Regions from separate parts of the Mus musculus genome. Here region 2 is linked to region 1. The links are chromatin contacts, called in public Hi-C maps. All regions are on one chromosome and are shown on one strand. The core of a region is the stretch at or near the end of the contact, and the rest is flanking DNA. Distances in the headings are between cores, read along the strand shown. Region 1 has its middle 110 kb from the start of 1810046K07Rik. Region 2 has its middle 160 kb from the start of Arhgap20.

What was found. Hi-C and Micro-C count contacts between places; a contact is called where the count stands out from the background.
Region 2: a contact with region 1 is called in a Hi-C map of cortical neurons, with 1.4 times the contacts expected there. The contact joins two enhancer-like sites. A contact is called at or near these places in 2 of 484 Hi-C or Micro-C datasets (cerebral cortex and cortical neurons) and 1 of 115 datasets of contacts at active chromatin or transcription factors (neural progenitor cells).

The regions. Positions count from the first base shown.
Region 1 is chr9:51,440,256-51,444,024 of GRCm38.p6, forward strand. No RefSeq gene overlaps it. Among named protein-coding and RNA genes, the nearest start is that of 1810046K07Rik, 110 kb to the left of the region's middle. Within about 2 kb of position 1,931, at least 25 of the 459 cell types and tissues checked have an H3K27ac peak or open chromatin away from gene starts, as enhancers often do. A contact at or near this core is called in cortical neurons, where this site is marked.
Region 2 is chr9:51,606,931-51,610,339 of GRCm38.p6, forward strand. No RefSeq gene overlaps it. Among named protein-coding and RNA genes, the nearest start is that of Arhgap20, 160 kb to the right of the region's middle. Within about 2 kb of position 1,406, at least 8 of the 459 cell types and tissues checked have an H3K27ac peak or open chromatin away from gene starts, as enhancers often do. A contact at or near this core is called in cortical neurons, where this site is marked.

The DNA of each region.
Region 1 (3,769 bases), core at 681-3,180:
GGGATCTGTAAGTTGTCCCAAGGTTTTCTCTATAGCTGCTCTTCATTCCTCCCTTAGATCCTGGACCTCTGCAGTCTATCCATCCATCCATCCATCCACTGTGGGTCATCTGTCAACAAGACCCTTGCGGAGGAGACAGCATAGCTTCCTGTTCCACCTGATGCACGGGATACTCTCTCTCCCTCCCAAGTTGGAGGTAATGTAGTCAGTTGAGGGTGGCCCCTTCTCTCTTCCATCTTCTGAGAAAGTTTCTGGGCCCAAAATTTCATTACCCATGTCTCCAGCCTTCAGGAGATGCACATAGATCTTCAAGTAGTATCTGAACATCTCTAGTCTCACTTGATTAGAGTGAGGAGAGAATCCTTCCCCTCACTGCCTCTCTACAGATGGTGGAGTGAAGCAAACTAAACAAACACCTTGATAGCTCTCTGAAGACAGTGCTCTGATACTTGTACATTGAAGAGCTGGATGTCTGGGTGCAACTAAGGGCTGCTTTTCAGTGTTGAGATGGTCTGATAGAAATATTCAAGGGTGATTCCTACTTCTTACTTTTGTGTGGTCCCCTCTTTAGGTGTGTGTGTGTGTGTGTGTGTGTGTGTGTGTGTGTGTGTGTGTGTGTGTGATGGCTTGTATATGCTCAGCCCAGGGAATAACATTATTAGAAGGTGTGGCCTTGTTGGAGTAGGTGTTTCACTGTGGGTGTGGGCTATAAGACCCTCATCCTAACTGCCTGGAAGTAAGTCTTCCACTATCAGCCTTCAAATGAAGATGTAGAACTCTCAGCTCTGCCTGTACCATGCCTGCCTGGATGCTGCATGCTCCCACCTTGATAATGGACTGAGCCTCTGAACCTGTAAGCCAGCCCCAATTAACTGTTGTCTTTTATAAAAGTTGCTTTGGTCTTGGTGTCTCTTCACAGAAGTAAAACCCTAACTAAGGCAGGAGGAAAACACACATGTATTTAACAACAGATTATATTTTAACAATATAAAATGTCAAAAATGACATCTAAAAGTAATTAATATGCTAACACAGTAAAAAATAACAGATGATGTCAATAATTTTGAAAGTACCTTAACTTAGATTATAATTGACAAAAATCATGTAAAACCATTCTCTAAAGGATCATTCAGCCAAAATTTAGTAAAATGTTAAAAATATAATAGAAAAAAATTGGTATATGCATGTGTGTGATAAAATATTGCTCAAGTATGGAAATCTGTAATGTAAAGAGATTCACTGCAAAACTGACACAAAATTGTGTTCTTACCTTTAGTAGCAGTATTTATCAGAACGAAGTGCCTGCTAATATCTAGATGTGCACTGTCACAATTCTGTTCCATGTCTGTAAATAGAATAGCACCAAATTCATCACTGAACGTTATGTTGTGAAATTGCATTTTTATTTTATTGCCTTGTACTTCTCTATGTTTTCCATTTGTGCATTAAAAAAAAAACCCAGTAATGGAAAGGCTGTGAGTCCTTACTTTCACTGTTACTGTCAGATCAGGCTGACTGGAGGCTCTCAATGAGCCAGGCTAGCTGAGAGAGCAACACAAATCCTCTTCCAGTCCATCACTAGTTAATGAGGTGTAGGAATGGTGGGTAGTTAAAAACAAACAAGGGAACTGAGACTGCATAGAAGATAGTAAGGGTCACATGAGGAGAGTGCTTTAAAGAAGACAGCCTGGCTTCCCACTGAGATTCTGCAAACTGCTGTATGTTTGAGTTCCCCCACGAGAGCCCTGCTGCTTAGCAACTACCACATAAAGTCATCTTTCTCGTCTTAAAAAAAAAAAGAAAAAAGAAAAAAGGAAAAAAAATTCCAGGCTATGCATGACTTAAATGAAGATGTTCTAGTTCACTGGAGCCTGGGGAGCAATCTACTTGTAGCTGTCTTTGGCATTTGTGCCAGGCACATCAGCAAGTGGAATGAAGATGCTGTGTACGCCCCGTGTCTTCATCTCCAGCATGTGGCAGAGTGCAATGAACGGAACAGCTGTTCTCCCCAGGACTCATTTCTGCTCTCTTGCAGAAGCAAGTGCTCTTCACAGAGAAAATGCCATGCAGAACAGTTTTGGACTCAGTGACTCTGGCCAATTTTTCATTGTGACAGCTAAGAGTAGAATAAGTGTGTGTGTGTGTGTGTGTGTGTGTGTGTGTGTGTGTGAGTGGAAAGGCAACAGAGTAGCATTTGGGCTTATTACAAGGCATCCCCACCCCACCCCAGGATTATTTTTCTGTTTGTCTCCAGAGTGAATCATTGTAGCAACTTTTTCAAAGCAAGCTCTAAATAATGCCTTCCTTTTATTATCGGTCTAGTCCCAATGAGTAGATATATCCAATAGAAATAAGGAAGACACCAGAGCCTTCCCATCCTTCACATCTACTCTCTGTGTGCATATCCACCCATGCTGTGGTTTTTCTTTTCCATTTTTATTTGTGTGTGGTGTGCATGAACATGTATTTGTATGTGTGAGGGCACATTATATGTATGTACACATGCAAGTATGTATGCATGCACATGCAGATGTTTGAGATTGATGTCCGGCACTAGTCTTAATTGCTCTTGTACCTTAGTCATTGAGGGGTGGTCTTTCCTTTTGCTAAACTGTTTTCCTCTTTGAGTTCTCATCCATTTATATAGTAGATTTTAATTATTTTGCCCCCATCCTTTTCTCTCATCTCTACTTGTCTCAATAAGCCCCCTTCATGTTTGCATGTCTTTGTTTAATATGTGGTCCCCTGACTTAATTAGTTTTTCTCACCTGAGCACATATGAAAGGTTATTCGCCAGGTCAGGGCAACTTGCTAGTAGCTACATCACTAGAGAAAGTAACTCTTTGAATCAGACCCATAGCTCATTCATAGATAGGGTTAGTCTCCCTAGCCAGCCCCTTTGGAGGTCTCCCTGCTTCTGCCTTCTAAAGCTGGAATTACAGGAAAAGCTGCCTTTCCTACCTGGTATTTATGTCACAGTGATTGTGCCTGATGTTTCTTTTGGAAGGGGACATGTTTCCAAGGTAGTTTCATAGGACTTTAAAGGGTAGTTCACTGTAATTGGGAATCAGTTCCCCTACTTGGAAAATGTGCAGACATACAAGAAACCCACGGAGAATTACCTCCCAATTGCCACTCATTTTAGCTGGACTTGGATATTAGTGTTTAAAAGTGATCTGAGGGCTGGGGAGGTGGCTCACTGGGAAAAGTGAAAGCATAAAGACTTGAGTTTCAGTCCTCAACTTCCACATAAGTGCCAGAAGTATATGCCTATTAGCCCCAGTACTTGGGGATGGAAGGGGATAGAGACAGGTCAAGACTAGGAGTTCACTGGCCAGATGCCCTGTCTCAATGCCAAGCTCCAGGTTGTGTGAGATATCTTATCTCAATGAATAAATGAATGAATGAATAAATAAAGTGATTGCTATAAAAGAAGGTACCCGAAATCAGCCTCTGGTCTCTGCATTTATAGGTGAATATATCTACATACATATACACATACATGTACACACATGCACACCACACATACACAGACACACACACACACACACACACACTGGTCACAATGACATTACTGAACATCATTTATTTCAAAATGACTATGAGGGCTGGCATGTGGCAGAATGCTTACCTAGTGTGAATGAGATCAGTCGCCACCACCACAAAAACCTAAAACCCAAACCAATTGATAGTTGAAGTGTTTCTTTAAAGAACCCTTTAAAATGTCCAAATTCTTGCATATTTTTCTATATTTCTTAATTTTTGTTTT
Region 2 (3,409 bases), core at 156-2,655, 170 kb after region 1:
ACACTTAGGACACAAGGCTCTTTTGATTCCTGGACTAGATCTGAAAACCTCTTTCCTTTGCACTAATTTCCATGGTTCCATAAAATGCTATGCAAGCAGCCAAGGAGGGAAGCAATTAAAGAGCCCTACTCAGCTGCAACACCTATGAACCACTGCATTTCCAAGCATGGCAGGACATGCATAAACATGCAATAAGTGCCTCTCACATGTCAGCAGCAACCAACCACTGTCTAGTTGGACTTACAGTCCCCTCAACAGTAGGAAAATCATGTCTGGTCCTGAAAAATTAACCACCTTTCCAGGACTAGTGATTTCATGGTTCCTAGAAAAGAATCTACTACTACCACTTTGCCAGAGCAGGATAATTTCTTACTACATTCTAAACTGTATCTTTACATTTACAGATAAGTGTAGCTACCACCCCTCATCAAATAAGCTTTTCTTTTTAGCACATGGAAAACCACAACTGGACATAGTACAGAGATCAACAGATAACAGACCCAGTGGATATGTCTACATCACAGCTCCTGCATCTGTGGATCAGACAACATCAAAGACAATTGTTAAGAGCCAGGATACCAGGAAGTCTGCTGTGAGACAGTCATTTTCAGAAGCTACACAAGCAAGACAGAACAGTGGCCATCAACTGACTTTTACATAGAAGTATAAAACAACAAGAAAAATACCATAGCATCCCTCTCCTAGACTGAGAACTAAAGGCAATCAATGCTTAGTGGAAGAAGAATTAGCCTTTTCCAGGGATGAGCCCTCTTACTGATTGTCCATAACAGAGTAGTCAGCCTTTAAACCATACACACGCCATCAACAAAAACAGACTCAGAAAACTGCACATATGTATTTATTTATATACATACTAATACACACACATGTAACAACAAAGAAGAGAAAGAAGCAATTAACTTGGTCGGTGCAAATGAGAAGAGTTCTAATGAGGTTATCAGGGAGGGGCTGAAGGTAGGAAAGAGAGAAGGAGAAAGTGAAATAATTTTATTTCAATTAAAAACAATTTTAAATGAGTATTAGAACTCCAGGACGGTGTTTATTTTCTATAGTTACTAGCCTGGAAGATGAACTTGCTTTGTGTTCGATCGTATTGATTATAAAATCATCATGAGATTCCCTAGTGTCAAGACACAACGTGGCGTTTTTAAAAGTCATTTTGAGTAGACGAAGGATTTAATCATGTGGGCAGCAGGATAAATATAGCAGAGAAAAATCAATGAAAAACAAACTTCTAACAAGCACCTTATATATAATGCCACCTGAAGTGAGCACCTATTTGTGTCATATGCTATCCTTGTTAGTACTGATCTCTGATGTACCCTAAGTGCCAAGATGCTCTGATACTCAGACAGGCATGGTTTCCAAGGAGATGTTACAGCAATCTCTGTCAGTGTCTCCCAGAAGCCAGGTACTTAGCAATGCTGAGTCACCCTATCTCTAAGCTGGGCTGATTCTTAAGCTAAAAAAAGGCTTGGTATAGAAAACTGAATTTATAAAATATTGGGATCTATGTCTGAGTCATCTCGGACTAGAAGCCTTTCAAAACATAAGGTGAGTCTTGTATGTCAATAGCCAGGTCTCTCTGTACCACCAGGGACCTTCCCAGCTACTGGGTGTTAGGAACAAAGAGAATGTTCCCAACTACAGGTGTTTTTGTGTCTTCAGTTTGCCTCAACCTTCTTGTGCTTTGATTCTGATATGAAGCCCCTTCTAAACAGATTTTGTTTAAGCTCCACCTGAGAGCAGCTTGGTCCCTCTCCTCCTTGCAGCCTGCCGGGGAGAACGCTTTTGGAAGTGTCTGGAGGCATGGTATAGGAGTTGGTTGGCAACTGGCACCTCTTTTTCCTTCCATGGCAATTGCTAGTTTTTCAGAAGGTCATATGGGAGAGAGGATGATGTGTCCAATTCAACACTGTTCTCCTTTTTTCTCTGCCTCCTTGTTTTTCTCCTGCCACTTGGAACTACTCTGTGACTCAACAAAAACCTCTTCCAGGCTGCTTTGGGGACACTACAGGCTGAGTCAACTCCCCTGGATTGTTACCTAAAATAAGCCTACCCATCTTGCTTCGATTTCTTAGTAGGGATCTAAGACAGATTTCAAGTACGATTAGGATCATTCCATTTTCTTGCAGATAATCAAACACTTGAATTTATACCCAGAAAACAGTACTTTTCCATAGATGGCAATTTATTTTTTGAGTTTGGCTGTTTCCTTAAACACATGAAGTTGGATCTTTGTGTTTAATAAACTCAACACAGTCCTTCTCTACAATCTGTAGCACCCTGGTAGACACATCAGACAGATGAATTCTCCCACTGCGTTAGTCACTTTTTGTCACAGTGGCAAATGCTTGAAAACTACCAATTGGAAACAAAAGGAGGATTCTTTTGGCTTGTGATTTCAGGTTTCAGTTGTGACACCATCAGGTTGAGCACTGAAGCAGAGATAGTATGACGAAGAGCTACTCACCTCTGAGCACAGAAAGGTAGAGAGTGAGAGGAATGGAAAGAGGTTAAGTCTAGGGACAAGTTCTGTCCTTTCAAAGGCATGCCTTAAGGACCTATACACTCCAGTCAGCCACCATCTCCTACTCATCCATGTAATTATCTGCTGGTGAGTTACTGCACAGGTGGACGTGTGTGGAGCCTGCATGATGCAGTCACCTCTGACTTCTGCTGTAGGACCAAGCTTTCCACACATGAGCCTCTGGGGATTTTTCACCTCTAACCCACAATACTTGTTAATCACATCAATATTGCACCAAAGAGAGAGTCCCAGGATATTCTAGGCATGCAGGTTATAACACTGCCCAGAAGAGCCTCCTTGAGTATTCAACCATTTCCTAATTCAATAAAAATGTCTTAAAAGGATGGCAAAGCTTAATCTTACTCTCACTTACTAGAAAATTTATATTATTGACTCATATAGAACTCAAAATCTCTAATTTAGTTCCATTTCTTGTCAAAAACTGTTCTCTAATTACTTTCTCCCAAGTCTGCAGCAAGTCCTCTGCTGCCAAAACCCTTGTGCACCTATGTGGGTTTATGTATGCATGTGTGCATGTACATGTGTATATGTATGTATTTATATGTGTATACGCACATACTTTTATATATGTATAGTTAGGACAACATTAAATATTTATATGTAATGAAAGTCATCTATTAATTCCTCACCAGAATCAGGTCATGGACATGCTTCTAGCTGCTTGAAAATTGACATTTTTCCTATGGAAAAAAAAGAACTTTATGGATTAGACAAATAGCAATTTAGATTCCAAAACGGAGTGGTGCTTAAATTCCCTCTGGTTTCAGTAAGTTTTCAATCTGATTTTTTTTTCAAATTACAGATAAAAGAAAGCAAGTAGATATATTGTGACTAAGT